Regions from separate parts of the Hordeum vulgare genome. Here region 2 is linked to region 1. A link is a contact called in public Hi-C data. All regions are on one chromosome and are shown on one strand. Each heading gives the region's core, a stretch centred on a gene start, on an enhancer-like site or on the middle of the called end of the contact. The rest is flanking DNA. Distances are from core to core; before and after follow the strand shown.

Evidence for each region. Hi-C and Micro-C count contacts between places; a contact is called where the count stands out from the background.
Region 2: a contact with region 1 is called in a Hi-C map of leaf, with 2.1 times the contacts expected there. The contact joins the enhancer-like site here to the promoter of LOC123449568 in region 1. A contact is called at or near these places in 2 of 6 Hi-C or Micro-C datasets (leaf and seedling).

What each region holds. Positions count from the first base shown.
Region 1 is chr4H:565,409,893-565,417,368 of MorexV3_pseudomolecules_assembly, reverse strand. LOC123449568 (F-box/kelch-repeat protein At1g74510-like) reads right to left here and starts at 4,935. Exons shown (of 2, transcript XM_045126836.1): 1 at 4,615-4,935; 2 at 2,304-4,032. The coding sequence starts at 3,926. The coding sequence ends at 2,607.
Region 2 is chr4H:565,488,317-565,495,792 of MorexV3_pseudomolecules_assembly, reverse strand. No RefSeq gene overlaps it. Among protein-coding and RNA genes, the nearest start is that of LOC123450765, 54 kb to the left of the region's middle. Within about 2 kb of position 3,447, at least 1 of the 3 cell types and tissues checked has open chromatin away from gene starts, as enhancers often do. A contact at or near this core is called in leaf, where this site is marked.

The DNA.
Region 1 (7,476 bases), core at 3,686-6,185:
CGCAACAAGCATTTGCAGGCTCTGGAGAGGTCGAGCAGGAGCGTAAATAATGGGGGCGGGCGGATTTGGAAGCTGTGGCACCCAGAGAGAGGCGGCTGAACCGGGCGGGACAGGGGACTAAAGACAGTGGTTGGGCGCAGCCGAGGCAGATGAGATGTACTCCATGTACTAGCATTTGGATCGTCTCTCTCGGGCGCATGTGCTGTGGATGGTTCTCGCACGCAGCTCTGGTGCCGGTTGCAGCGGCGCGCACGACAGAACTGGATGCCCGGAACGGCGCAACAGCGACGGCCACGGCTGAAATTATTGGAGACCCCCGCGCTCTCCAGCACAAGAAAGAAGGGAAAAAGGTGGTGGTAGTACCGCCGCGACGCAACGCAAGCGGATGCAGCGCTGTAAAGGAGGCACGAGACGTACGCTTCCGCTTCCACCTCCACCACCACGCTCAAGGAGGAATCCGTCCATCCAAGCGAGAGGGGCGTAGGCTGCTACCAGTACTGCTGTGCTGCTGCTAGCCTTCCTTCCGGGGGTCAGAGGAAGGAAGCTTCACGCAAGTACGCAACGCAGCACGGAGGCTGATGAATCATGAATGATGATGATTTCTTCCAGTCCAGGCAGCAAAGCAAAGCGTCCTCGTGCGTGCTCTCTCTGGAGGAGAGGAGAGGAGGAACGTTTTTCTCCTCGTGTGTTTTCCCTTTTGCAGGGACGGGTCAGCGAGTCTTCCCTCGGCGGCAGAGTTGTGTCGGGCTGGGTCACCTGCCAAGTTGCCCGGGGAACAAAACGGCGGTATGCGTAGGTGTAGGTGTAGCGTCGGCTCGTACTGCTGCTGCTGCTGCCACCGGACTCGACCTGACGGGGCGAAAAGCTTCGGTGACCTGACCCGATGACTAGTCGATGGGAACACACTGTGGCTGGCTCAGAGAGAAAGAATGCCAATTCACCATCGATCGGCACGTGTGCTTCTTCTACCTCTCCACGCCTGCTCTGCCTTGCAAGGAACACGTCACGGCGGGAAGCAAACCTCACCAGCGCGTGCCTGCGAATTCACTCCTCAAAGCGCATGCAGCTCCACTGAAAATTTCAGCTTTGCTTCGTCTCAACAAAATATGGGCTTGCAGTAAGAAAACAAACATGACAACACAAACAAGATCTGTGATGATTTTAAACAAACAAACAAACGTGTTGGTGCTCCGAAACAAGTTTCTAGCACGACCAAAATGTTCTGTCACTCATGGAAGAAGAACAAAAGGTTGCCACATTGTGCAAGATGATGTATAAAAGAGTGCAGCAATCCTCTGCTCTGCTCACAACCCTGTTCTTGCTCCAAATGGCAGGATCTACAAGGTTTCTTTCTTTCAGCAGATATATATGTCCGTAACTCTGTAAGAGGTGACGTCGACAGATTACACAAGCTCCTTTTATATACCGCAAGGGCCGCCATCTGAACTTGCAGTGCACCACCATTCGACTCCCATTCCAAAGAAGCGTGTATGCAAATCTAAATGACCAAAAGAGAAGGAAGAATGTATGCACTATGATCACAAATACAGTTCAAACAAATGGTCGGTCAGACAGATATAACCCACTCAAAAGATTAAAAAACCACAGTTGCAAATGCCTCGTTTCCTTTTAACCTATATATATTCTCTTATTGCAGCATTGCTAATAGAGGATAATATCAATTTGCTGAAATAGCTAGAACAGAACATGCAGAATCAATCAGCTAGAGTTTTTTGCCCTATTGCTCTAGGAAATAATTCAATGACCAAGAAACTATGAGGAGAGTTACTTATAGGCTAGCAAGAAGAAACTATGAGGAGACTTATTTCTAGGCTAGCAACAACTACAGGTAGAAGGATTGACAATACAAGCATAATTCCCAGGAAACTTCACTAAATGACCAGTAAAGTGATCCAGTTTTGACAACTACTCTTGCTTCGACACTCCATCAGAAACAAAATAACTTGAACTCTACTCAGTTGACCAACTCAAACATCAGTTCATGGAAACATGAACTAAAACACCGAGTCGAACCATCACAAACTAAAAGTAGAACAATATGATGCATCTAATAGCATATAAATCATACAAATTCACGACCAGGAAAAGAACATATCATTACCAACATACAAGCTGATAACACAATGCAGAAAAGCATATCATGAAGCAAACTGGACGAATAAGAGACATAGCAGTGAATATGATGCACGGCATTCATAATTTATAAACATGCCCTAGGTGCAGCCAAACTGGATAAATCAAGTATTGCTTAACAGGTTGGTCATCATCAACAGTGATAGGCATTCTGGAAGTTGTTTCTAGATTATTAATATAACACTGTTTTTGCATAGTCTCGTATCTTTGAAATCACGAGCTGTTGATCCAAATTGCAAATGTAGAAATGGATTAGCAAGGAAAACAGAAGTATTAGAACTCAAGGGTTACATGAGTGCTGCCGCTCAGCAGATGTCCAGTTAAAGTCTGAAACCGGGCAGAAGGCATAAATCGCTACGAAGAATCAGGGCTGGAGCAATTGAACAGGCCGCCTTTGTGCATACTATCATCCTTCATAAATATCCACTGCATCCAATCTTTATTCAGTGGACTCAGCAACCCATCACGGCGCAGTTATACACGAAGTTCCCGGATTGCCGTGTGGCAACCAAATTCCACACCGGCGGTTGCTCATCCGGAACCCATGAATTAAGCTCAATGATGCCACCAATAGAAGTCCTTGGGCCTCCAATGACAATCAGCCGGTCACCACAGGCTCGGAAAGCAAGGCCCCATCCATTCATCGACACAGACCGTTCGGGCAACTTCCCAAGAGCGATCCACTTATTATTCAGCTTGTCATACTTCTTGACATCCTTCTCACTGTAATCAGCTGCATAGAGCTGATTGTTGACAACTGCAATGAGTGGAGGAGCACCAGTGACTCCATTGAGGCCCTCAGACATGTTCTCAATAACCCTCCATGACCCCCGATTCAAGTCATATTCCTCACCACATGTCAGGACCTGGTTGTTGTTGGTAACACCACCGATCACATAGAACTTGCCATCCAAGAACACACCAGAACACATCTTCCTAGCCCTATTCATGCTGGGAAGGGGTGTCCAAGTGTGTGTCACAGAGTCATACATCTCTGCAGAGCTCAGTATCTTTCCAGAAGCATCGGTGCCTCCAGCGACATAGGCCTTCTCACCAACGCTTGTTGATCCGAACAAGCACCGAGGAGAGTTCATGGGATCAGCCCTTGTCCACGAATTGGTCAGGATGCTATATCTGAACACAATGTGTGCCATCCCAAAGACAAGCAGCTCGGTGCCCACGGCCAGGGACTCCTTGTCGGAGCACATGAAGCATTCATCCGGTGGCATCTTGGGCACCTGGATCCAGCGCTCTCTGTAGGGGTCATAGGCGTCCCACTCCAGGACATTGCAGGAGAAGTAGACCCAATGTTCGGCGATGCCATTCTGCCGCCGCAGGCGGTAGATCTCCCCGTTGCGCACCAGGGAGTTGAAGTCCCTGTTGAGGAAGGCCACGGAGCCATAGTCCGACCTGGAGAGCCGGAGGAGGCAGTTGATGGAGAGGTCGCGACCAATCTCACCAATAAGATTGGCCCCAGAGCCTTGCTGCTCCCCACCTCCGCCGCCTGAGGAGGCGTGGCGGCTGGAGCCGTGGCTCTCGGTGATATCCGGCGTGTGCGGCTGCGGGGAAGGCGACTTGCTGCGCTTCCCGCTGCTGCCGCCGCCGCCGCCGTCCGCCTCCTCCATGTCTTCCGCGCCGAAGTCTTCCGGCGCGGGGCGCTTGCCGCCGCTGATGACGGAGACCTCGCGGGCGAGGAACGCCCACTCGGACTCCGGCTCGCAGTAGCTGGGCAGGGAGCGCGAGACGAGGCAGGATTTGCCCTCCAGCATCATGGCCTCCCCTCCTCCCCCCTTGCTTGCTGCTCCCGTACGGCCTGCTATCTTCTCGGACGAGATTGATCCGGAAAGGGAGCGCGCTCGCTGATCTCCTAGCCGCGATCTGCAATAAGAATGGAATCAACAGGGGAGGGAGGAAATCGGCGAGAAGAAACGGATCAGGAACAGGGGGCATTTGAGATCTGAGGAGAGCGCGTGAATAAAAACAAGGCGGAAAAAAAATCGAATCTTCCGGCGAGAACCCACTCGATCCGCCGCCCGCCCCCCCCCCCCCCCCCCCCCCCCAAATCGTCCCGCCCCAGAACCAAACCAAACCAAACCTCCCTTCCACCCGCCCAGGCGACGCGAATCCCGGCGGACGGCGGCTCCATCCAATCCAACAGAAAGGGAAGAACACGCGCAGGAAGGGGGGGGGGGGGGGGGGGCAAAAAAGAAGAATCATCACCTAACAGCAAATCGAACTCATGGGAGGGAGGGAGGGAGATCACGCCCAACCAAGAAAACCTCGACTGAAAGATCGCGGCCGGCGGCCCAATCAGCGCGCCCCCATCGCCGCTCCGCCCTCGAAATCCCAACCGCCACCGCCACCGCCACCAACCCCCCTTCTGCCCCCCTCCTACCAGATGCGCGAGCGAGCGAGCAAGCAAGCAAGGAAGCGAGCGAAGAAGCAAGGAAGGATTTATACCTGTAGAGAGAGAGATAGATAGATGGCTCTATCTACTGCTGCCACTTGGTTACAACTGCCCCTTCTAATGCTTCTGCCCCTGCTGCAGCCCTCTGCCGCTGCCCCTCTCCTCTCCTCTCCTCGCCTCGCCTCGCCCCCCGCCTCCTCTCTCTCCTCTCTTGTACTCCTTCCCTCCCTCCCCTCCCCCTCTCCTCTCGTGCGTACTACTTGGGGAATTGGGATTCTCCTCTCGCTTTATTTCTTTCCCCTTTTATTCCTCCATTTTTTTCTCCCCCCCTCTCTCTCTCTCTCTTCCGTCCCGCTTTCCCCTCCGTCTGTTTTGGCTCGTCGGAATTGGAAACCGGGCAGGCCTCAGAAATAGAAAATGCCCCAGCGGCCACCGGCCAGCTCACCTGAAGCTGAGGTGGACTCACTCCCTCCCTCCCTCTCTCTCCCACTCTCTCTGCCTCTACGCCCGCACGTCTCCCGCGTATCTATCTATCCCTCGCTCGCCGCCCCCTGCCGTGCCGGGTCTGATTGGCGGCGTTGGTGGTGGTGGTATAAAATTATCCTTGCTCCTCGTGAAACAATTTTCTTTCTTTCTTTGTTCCCGTCCTTGTCCTGGCCTGAGGGGCTATTTCGCTCGTCGTTTGCACGGGCCGTTTGCGCCAGCCAGCCTCGGGGTCGGTTTGGACGCCCTTGCTTATTTGCCGTGACAAGTGTGCTTATTCTATCGGTATATGCGTTTGTCATGTGATGCTGAGGTTATCTTGTACTGTACGTACTACTTATCTCGGCTTCTTTCAAAACTGCCGCACAAACAAACCATGCATCAGTTTCAAAAAAAAAAACATGCATCGGCTGCGAAATACACTTTGGTTCGTGGTTGTATATGCATCTATATGAGAATTTCTTTTAATAATTAATTAAAAAATTAAAATAGTTTTCAATTATTTTTAAATTAAACTTGACTTTGTTTTGCATTAGTATTTTCTTTGTACTTAACACTAAATACGGTTATCAAAGTGATGCTATTTTTATACGTACTATTTATTGATACTACGTAGTGTTAACTTAGAAATGTGGCACCCCAAACGTGAGATTCTAGGTCCGCCACTGACCCAAACTAACTGCCCAAGCAAGCCAAATTGCTTTAGCACCGTTTGGCATACCGCTTTTTATTTTGGAACATGTTCAACATTTTTGCCATTGATGTGTGACCTGGAGTGCTCGACACGTGCAAGATTTGATTGAAGGGTAAACATATGTACAGGTTGTCGTGCTATTTTTTAAAAATGGGAAAAACATCAACTAATAACTTATTATCAAAGAAACAGTTGGAAAAACAAAAGGAATGGCCTCGTTCATGAAGATAATCAAGAGAAATTTCCTCGGCGAACCTAACGAAAAGCGTTATCCATGCTTGTCATGGTTAACTCGTGCAAATATGCAATACAATGAAGGTAATTAATGCTGGCGTTTTCAAAATTGTTTCCTCGACGTAAAATCGTTGTCTAGAAAAATGGAGAAGCTTTTGAATGGGTTTTTGCATCGGCCGAATGTGCTAGCTGGAGGTCGGTTTAGCCAACTTAGTTGTCCTCTTATGACAAGTATACTTATTATATTGGTATTGGTTTTGTCTTCTAGTGTGATGCTGAGGTTATATTATACTTATTCAAGCTTCTTTTCAAAGCTGCACAAAACTATACAACAACTCTTCTAATAAAATATCATTTATTGTAATCTAGTAGGATCTTGCAGTGTAGTGTGGGAGTCATATCACAGTGAATTTCCAAAAATTACAAGAAAATAAACTTAATAGCAAATCTCTTAGATCACAAAATAACGGTATTTCACTTATGTACCTTGTAGACAAAACCAAATATCATAGTTTATGTACCTTGCGAAAAAGAATAGTTGCACAAAACAATGGTATTTCTTTTGTCCACCTTAGTTATTTACTATGACAAGTGTATATATTATAATGGTATTTCGTTATCTTGAGATGTTTTGGTTATCTTGTACTTATCTAGTCTTTTTTTTAAATGTTGCACAAACCATGCCAGTTGTGAGTTGTCTCAAAATCAATCAACAATTAGCTCTTATAATTCCCTAAAAATATACATGGGCTCTTTTTTGTGAGCTAGTAGGATCTTGCAGTGTGTCATGGGAGATTATATTACACCGAATTTCACAAACTACAAAATAAAACAAAACTTAAGAGCAAACCTAATCGCTTTATGTGCCTTGTTAAAAATAAAATAGTTGCACTAAATAGACTACAAATTCAGGACACACCAAAACTAATTGCTCGAGCTCACACGAAAGCCAAATTGCTTTTGCACCTTAGTCGCATCATGATTTTTATTTTGGAACATGTAAAACATTTTTCACGAGTGACATGTCATCTAGAGTGCTCGGCCAGGGTGATTTGTAACCCTATGCAGAAATTGTCATGCATTTATTTTAAAATGAAAAAAGCATCATCTGATTACTTATTGCCTAAGAAACAGTTGGAAAATTAAAAGGAATGGCCTCATTTATAAAGTTAATCAAGAGGAATGGCCTCAGGGAACTCGACGAAAAAGCCCTACCCATATTTTATCACGATCAACTCGTGCAAATATGGAACACAATGAATGTAATGAATGTTGGTGTTTTAAGAAATGTATCCTTAGTGTCATCGTCATCGTTGCCGAGATAAATGGAGAAGCTTCTGGATGGTTTTTTGTCTGGCACAATGCATTTGAAGTCAATCATACCATGAGAGTAGCCTTTTCCCCCCTTTTCCCAACATTGGATATGTCATGTAAACTTAATTGGTGAGACGAGGCAAAGCTTTTGCGTCCGTTTAAATTTAAAAGTATATGAACTAAGAGCATG
Region 2 (7,476 bases), core at 2,198-4,697, 80 kb before region 1:
GATCAAGGGAAAGAAGTTCTGTCATAAGGGTTAATTGAGGCTTACACAAGGGCCTTGATATTCTCAATGATGCTTCAAAAATCATAACTAAGATGCATTTCATTGTAAGAATTCCATGTGGGCACGAATATCTTGACATTGTGTTCATGTGTCTTACAATCCAACTCATGATCCAATACTTGCTTCCGTAGGTCATATCCTGAGAATATTGCATCATCATCTTTCTTCGCAGGCATCTTTAGTCTGAGGTATCCTAACACCAACCAGATCTGAATCTCGGGCACATACGATGGTTGGAACATTTTTTCAGTAATTATAACTTTGGTCCTATGTAACCCGGTACGGTGATGTCTTGTTTGGCACACCGGGCCGCAAGACCTATTGTTATAAATTCTTCCGTATGAAAGGTTCGCCATTCTACCATGCGGAAACTAAATGGCTTATTTTATAAGTTGTTTTTGATGAATCCTTTGTGTACCCAAAGTCCAACCTTTATCTGATGAACGTGTCGATGCTACCTCGAAGCACGGATGTGGTACTTCAAATTTCAACAGGAACATTGGAAGCACAATGCTAAATTGTTCCTGATCAATTATCGAAACCATATGGTATGGGTAAACATCTCGATTCTCCTTGCCCTCTTATCAAAATGGTTATGTACATGATGACCTATCTTGTATACCATACTTTATGTTTTTCCTTGGGAATGGTATACTCTAATACTGGTGTGTGTGAACACGTTTTCCTTCCCATTGGTCAGTTTGACCTTTCTTGAATCTGAACTCATCTAAGCAGTGTTAATTCCCTGCTTAGGTAAAAATTTCGGTATACAACTCTGTCAGTAAAACCCTGTTACTATTGTGGATAACATTCCGGTAGCCACCGGTGGACGAGAGCCTTGCCTATTGGTCCGCCTCGTTTCAACGAGCAGGAAAATGGTTATATTCATTCCTCGGCCTTGGTGCCGACGTTGTTGCCAACATAACTGACAGGCTACCATCTCACACGTCTTGCTACCAAGACCGTGCAAGATGTCACCGCTCTGCCTACTCTTAACCCACATGGTGGACCCATAACCCAAGTTCCACAGGATCGAAACCTGACTCTCATGTACATTTTTGACTCCAGAGTACCCTTTGCACTTGCCTTCGTATGGAATTCCCGAGCCACCGTTCAATGGGACGATCTATTCTTGTATCAGGAGCAATATTCATGTTCATTGCTCTAAACCCCCTTTTTCATATATGTTTAGGCATCAAACGGTTGCCTAATCGTTCGAAACCTTTGTATCATCACGTATTATTTCCAATGAATTCCGTGAGTTACAACTTGAGGAATAATTCATGTCCTCTTCTATGAGTTCGCTGGCAGATGCCCAACTTTGTGTAGCTACGTTCTTCCAAAGTTTTCCCTATTATCCCATTCGTAGGGCGATGAAAATCCCGAAGGAAGGATGGCGACTTCATCAGGATGACACGAGACAGAGAATTGAAGACTTCAACGAAAAGGATAAATTTCATGGGGAAGAACAAACAAGACCGAGAAGACTCGTTAGAATTTCGTAACCAAACGTTTCCCCCTTACCTCTACCCCTTAATTCTCGGGACGAGAACTTCTTTTAGTGGTGGAGAGTTCTGACATCCCGGATTAGGCTACAGTAACCCTGTAATCAAGCTACAGTAATCACATGCTAATGGTGCCATGTCATCAAGATTAGCTAAGCCAAATTGCCACTTGACAAAAAACAAAACAAAATTAACATTAAAATTTAAGTCAAATAAATTATTTATTAAAACTATAAAATAAAAATCATGATTGAGTTGCAAATATTCCCCAAGTAATTTTCAATAAGAAAACAACATCATTTGAAACATAAAAGTTGCCCTTATCTATTTTTGAATTAAACCAACAACACCTAAGTGGCCTATCTAAATCCTAACATAATTCAAATCAATTAAAATTGGGCTCAAACTTTTTGTACTAGCTTAATATATTCTCTAGTAATTATGTGACAAGTTTCATATGCAACAAAATTTGTTTGGTACAACAAAAATAGAAAACAGGAGAGAAAAATAAATACAGTAAAAGAACAGGAAAATATTAAAAAGCTATTGCGCATGTGGACCCTATGTTGCTCCAGTGCAAGACCCAAACCCATCAGAGCCCTTTTCTTCCTCCTCTGTACACAGAGGAGGCAGAACCTGTGCGTGGCGGCCATCTCCGCCTCCATGGCCATCCTTGCCTTCGTGTCGAGCATCCAACGAGTCCCCAGGGTAGATAAGACCCACCCCAACCCCGTGCACGAACCCTAATCCCCTCAACCTTCCTCCTCGTTTCTGTCCCTCAATCTGAAGCACGCCCGTGGCTGCAGCCGCCATGGCCATCACCGTCCTCGCGACCAACGACCTCCCCATCGACTGAGACCATGTCCAGGACCTTCGTCGTCGTCGAATTCATCCCCACGCGGAAGGGCTCGAGCTAGGAGGCCCCATTCGCTCACACCCGTCGACGTTCACGACCCCATGGCCGCCTCACCGTGAAGCTCGCGCCCTCCGTCGACCCCGTGCCCGGAGTCCATGTCCTGCAACTCCGTCGGCCTCCTCTACGTCGTCTACGACCACCACCTCGAGCTCTATGCCTCTACATCGCCGGGATCGACGTCGTCTTCCTCAACTACGGCCGCCGCCTTCCCCTGTGAGCGGCACCCCCATTCCCCTTGTCTCCTCCTCGATCCGTGGCCATAGCTGTCGTCCCCGAGCTCGTCCGAACGTACACGTACGAGCACGTACATGCTCTGTGCTTGCTGCCTTGGCTGCCCGTGCACCTGCTGATGTTGTCCGAAGTTGTCGCGACCGCCTCATGCTGAGCCGTCCGCGTACACGCCCCGCCCCGTGCTCGCGCAGCCCCGCGCCCACGGCCGCGCTCGTCGCCCGTGATTCTGGCGCGTGCACTTGCCGCGCTGAGCTGTTGCGGGCTTCACTGCGTTGCTGCTCCGCTGCTGGCTCCTGCTTGCCGCTGCTGTTGCCATTGGCCACTGCTGCTCCCGTCTTGCCGCTGCTGTTGCCATTGGCTACTGCTGCCTGCTGCCGCATGGTGTTGTCGCTGGATGTTGCTGGGTATTGCTGCTTGCTATGGCTGCTGCGAGCTGCTGTTGTTGCTTGCTATGGCTGCTGCCAGCTGCTGTTGCTGCTTGTACCGCTGGGCATCATGGCATGTGTGCTGTGCATGCTAACACAGGATGCCAAGCCGACGAGCATGGCCATATGCGTGCGTGTGTGTCCGGCTCGCCCGTACTCTTCTAATTAGGTTAGTTGATTATTTAGTTCAATGCACAAATGACAAGTGGACCCCATTTATTCAAGTTAGTTTAAAATTATTTGTTCAGATATAGTCAATGTCACACGGCCCCATTGACCATGTTGACCAGGCAACATTGACTGGTGAACTACTGCTAACTAGACCCCTCACCCCACCGTCATACCATTGGCTAGCATAGCCCCATGTAAGAAAAATATTTCCACATTTATTTTTGAATTAGGATAATCTAGAATATTGTTAAAACTCTGAAAATTCATATAAAATAATTCGCAACTCGAATGAAAATAATTTATATATGAAAGTTGTTCAGAAAAATCCCATAAATCCGAATACGGTGTCCCTTCATCTGTCACATGCTCGGAGCATGTTGGATATGGACATTTTGCATTAGGTTTATCTGCTCGGTAATAGCCAAAGACTCGAAAAATATCGTCAGATATTCTTCCGACCCGTCTGCGACACGTGTTGCTGCGTTAGGTCACCCCTAGCACGGTGTATTACCTTGTCATGCTTTATGGTGTGTTTGCTTGCTCTCTTAATTAATGTGTTTCCCCTTCGTTATTTTCCTTTCCGGTAGACCCCGAGACCGATGTTGATCCGGTGATCGACTACTTCAATGTCGAGGATCTCTATGTGTCTGCAGAGCAACAAGGCAAGCAAACCCCCTTGATCACCCCTATATCGCCTATGTCTTTCTTCCTCCTGCTTGCATTAGAATTTTCGTACTGTTGTAGTTAGCTCCTATATCTAATGCATAACCTATTTTTGATGAACTGCTACTTTCAGTACTGCACTTTAAACTATTTAGTATAGGTGGAGCAGTCATCCCCTCTGACCCTGTAGTCCAGTTGCCCCGCTTTGTTTTCAAGTCTCGATCCCTCATCGACGAGCCAGATCCGGCACAACACTTACCCCCCCCCCCTTAGTTGTGCGACGCTACAAAGATACTATCGGGTACCGAGGGTGACACCTCGCGAAGTACCCCTGATGATATCTCTGTAGTACAGCTAGTCGGTCGTGGTTATTGAGGGTGATTCCTCTTTCACCATTTCCGACAATGCCTCTGTCGTGCAACCCCTCAAGTGTGGGACCCTCGACGGTGATTCCTGTAGGTCCACCTTGACGGATACATCGTTTAGAATCCAACGAGGGTGATACCTCGGATTCCCCCCGATGTTACAACCACACAGTTACTTGATCATGTTACTGGGATCATTGATGAATAGATGTTAGGCGGGTGGATTCCCGCGTGTTTGTGTCGATGACCTAATTAAAATGATAATGGATTTGGGTATTTGATCTCGGTTGGTCGGAAGGCATTATTACGCACTAACCGTCTGGGTGGGAAGAATTATGGGTACTCGACGTCGCGGTATCAGCCGAAGCTCTTTAGACGTCAGCAATGGAGCGCGCGCGCGCCCGAGTGGTCTTGAGATGCATCGCGCTTGTGATTAAGGGATGCTAGGACTGACCTCGGCCACCCACGCATCATGCAGGAGCGCGGAGGGAAAGTGGGCCCACAAACCCTCTGTGCTTAGGAGTTAGACCGACGGGTTGCCTCTCTGTTGAGCTTAGGTGGGGCTGCGACGTTTCGACATTCCGAGGCCGGTCATGACCCATTAAAGTGTGTCCGTCCAAAGTGTTATCGAGCGCGTCGGGGAATATGTTGTGCACCCCTGCAGGGAAGAACTTATCTATTCGAATAGCCATGTCCAACGTTACAGGACGACTTGGAGTTGTGCCCTGATCTTATACAATTACAATTGTTACTTAACTGGAATTAGTTGCCCTGGGATCGCTTCCTCGCAGGGAGTCGAGGGAGGATCTGTGGGCGTGACCTCACTTTAATATTGCTGCAATAATATGACTATTATTTGTGTTACACCTGATCTACTCTCGTCTATTGCTGCAAGACCCTCAAGATGCTAGTCTTCATAGGACCAGGCCTTCTCTCTCTAATCTCGCATTGCTGCAGTCAGTCCACACATAACCACCCCCTTCTTCGATACTGTTGCATATTTAGAATATTTCTGATGTAAGACTTGCGAGTACTTTCGATGAGTACTCACCATTGCTTGGCTCCCCCTTTGTCCCCTTGATCCGTTGCTGCAACCAGACGATGGAGCCCACGAGTGGAGTTTCCTGCCGACGCCTGCCCCCCCTCCCCGCGTTGGTGACTTCTTCGTGGAGGCCGCTGAAGAGCAAGATTAGTTTAGGAGGTTCCGAGGCATGAGGCCTCGCCTCGTTCGATCGTGTTTCTTTTGTGCTTGCCTTCTCTAAGGCACCCCATGTTTTATGTGTGTAGTCAGATATTGTTGCTTCCGCTGACTCGTGTGTTTATCGAGCTTCCGTATTCTAGTCCTCGAGACCCCTTGCTTGTAATATGAAGCTTGTATTATTTTATTTGTGTCTAGTGTTGTGTTTAATATCTTCCCGTGAGTCCTTGAGTTTGATCGTACGCATTTGCGTGTATGACTAGCGTACGATTAAATCGAGGGCGTCACAGTATATGAATGAACTAGCTAGAACTTACTCAAGAAACTATGAGCTAGGTATTTAGTTTAAAAGGCCCTAATAGCATGTGCGAAATAAGAATCATGTAAGAGTAGATTTTTTGGATCTCTATAGCATATTCCTTCCACCTTCTCAATGGTTGGAATAAAACTATCTATTAGTTTATGAGATTTTGCCCTACCAATCTTTCTTGTAACTGTCCAAGTAGTATAAGTTCAGTTGGGTCAAAATTAACACCAAAAGGGACTCCTGGGCATAGGGATGAAACATGAAATATAAACCATGAAGTGCAAACAAAATATGCTAGTAACCATGACGTTTTACACCTATAACCAAGATACAAATTAAAAATCACTATGCCACTATGCAGGAACAGATGGTCGTGAATTATTCTTGGATGGTGTGTTCTACTATGAAAGATTGGAAATAGAGAGCGGGTATACAATGGGAAAAAGGTGGTGCATAGTCCATTCGAATCATACAGTTACTTGTATTTCTAATAAAATTCACAAAATATATTGGGATGTGTGGCGGAGCAGAGGGAGTACAAGATGTACCAGATTTTTATTGGGGGCGGGGCTAGAATGAGATGTATTCATGTTAAATAGTTAATGGTACATACATCAATGTTATGAATGTGGTATCTGTAGTTTAGAAACTCAATTCGGTAAGGCACGTGTGATGTGTTGTTTTTGTTATCATCTTGCCAATTGTCTTCCTAAATAGCCTCGTTATACTATGACATAAATCTATTTTAGGAATCATATTTCGATGTGTGGGAGATAACAAGTTCAATTAATGATACATGATAGAGGTTCGAACATAAGGTTACTTTGAATTCATCTTCGCTAAGGTCAAAATCATAATTTTTGTATGAAAGGAGTGAAAGAAAAAACTCATCCTACTTCATGCTTAAATGGTGGCATGGTATATTTTGCTTTCACTTGACACATCCATGCGATTTTAAATATTTTATTTTTACCCACTCTTAGTTCCATTGTCATGTGGAACGAAATTATTTGCATGGAAATACCATAATTGGCGAAGTACAAGAGAATGTGTATCATTTTTGGTAATTTTTACATGTCAGTCCCAAGACTATGACACGTGGTTGCATAATGGTCTCTTGGACTATACTATAACCTCTCAGTTATGCTTTTAAAATTAAATTTCATTCACCTACAAAAGTAGTGCAGCGTGCAACCCTATAGGTGTCGAACTAGATACCAATCCAAGTAGGGCTGCAAGGAAGTTAATGGAGGTTTTGATGTATTGTGAGGTCAAGCAATGGTTATGCATTACCATTTCAGATCAGATTACTTCCAAAACATTGCATGAATTCTTGTGTTTCATTACAAGTAAGTTGTGTGCTCTACTTAATAAGGTATTTGTGTGTTGGCTTGTTCAGAAATGATATAACTGATACTATGTACACATATTCGTAGGTACCATGATGATCATTCATCCGAGATGCACACATGCATGATTTTCTTATAAAGCAATTAAGTTTTGGAACTTAGATTCAGTTTTAGAGTATTTGACATGTCATAAAGTGTGCAGTATGCCGCTCACAAAATGCATAGTGTAATCTCGGTAAATGTACCGAGTTAATCCATACATTGATGTTTTGTCAATTCCTGATTT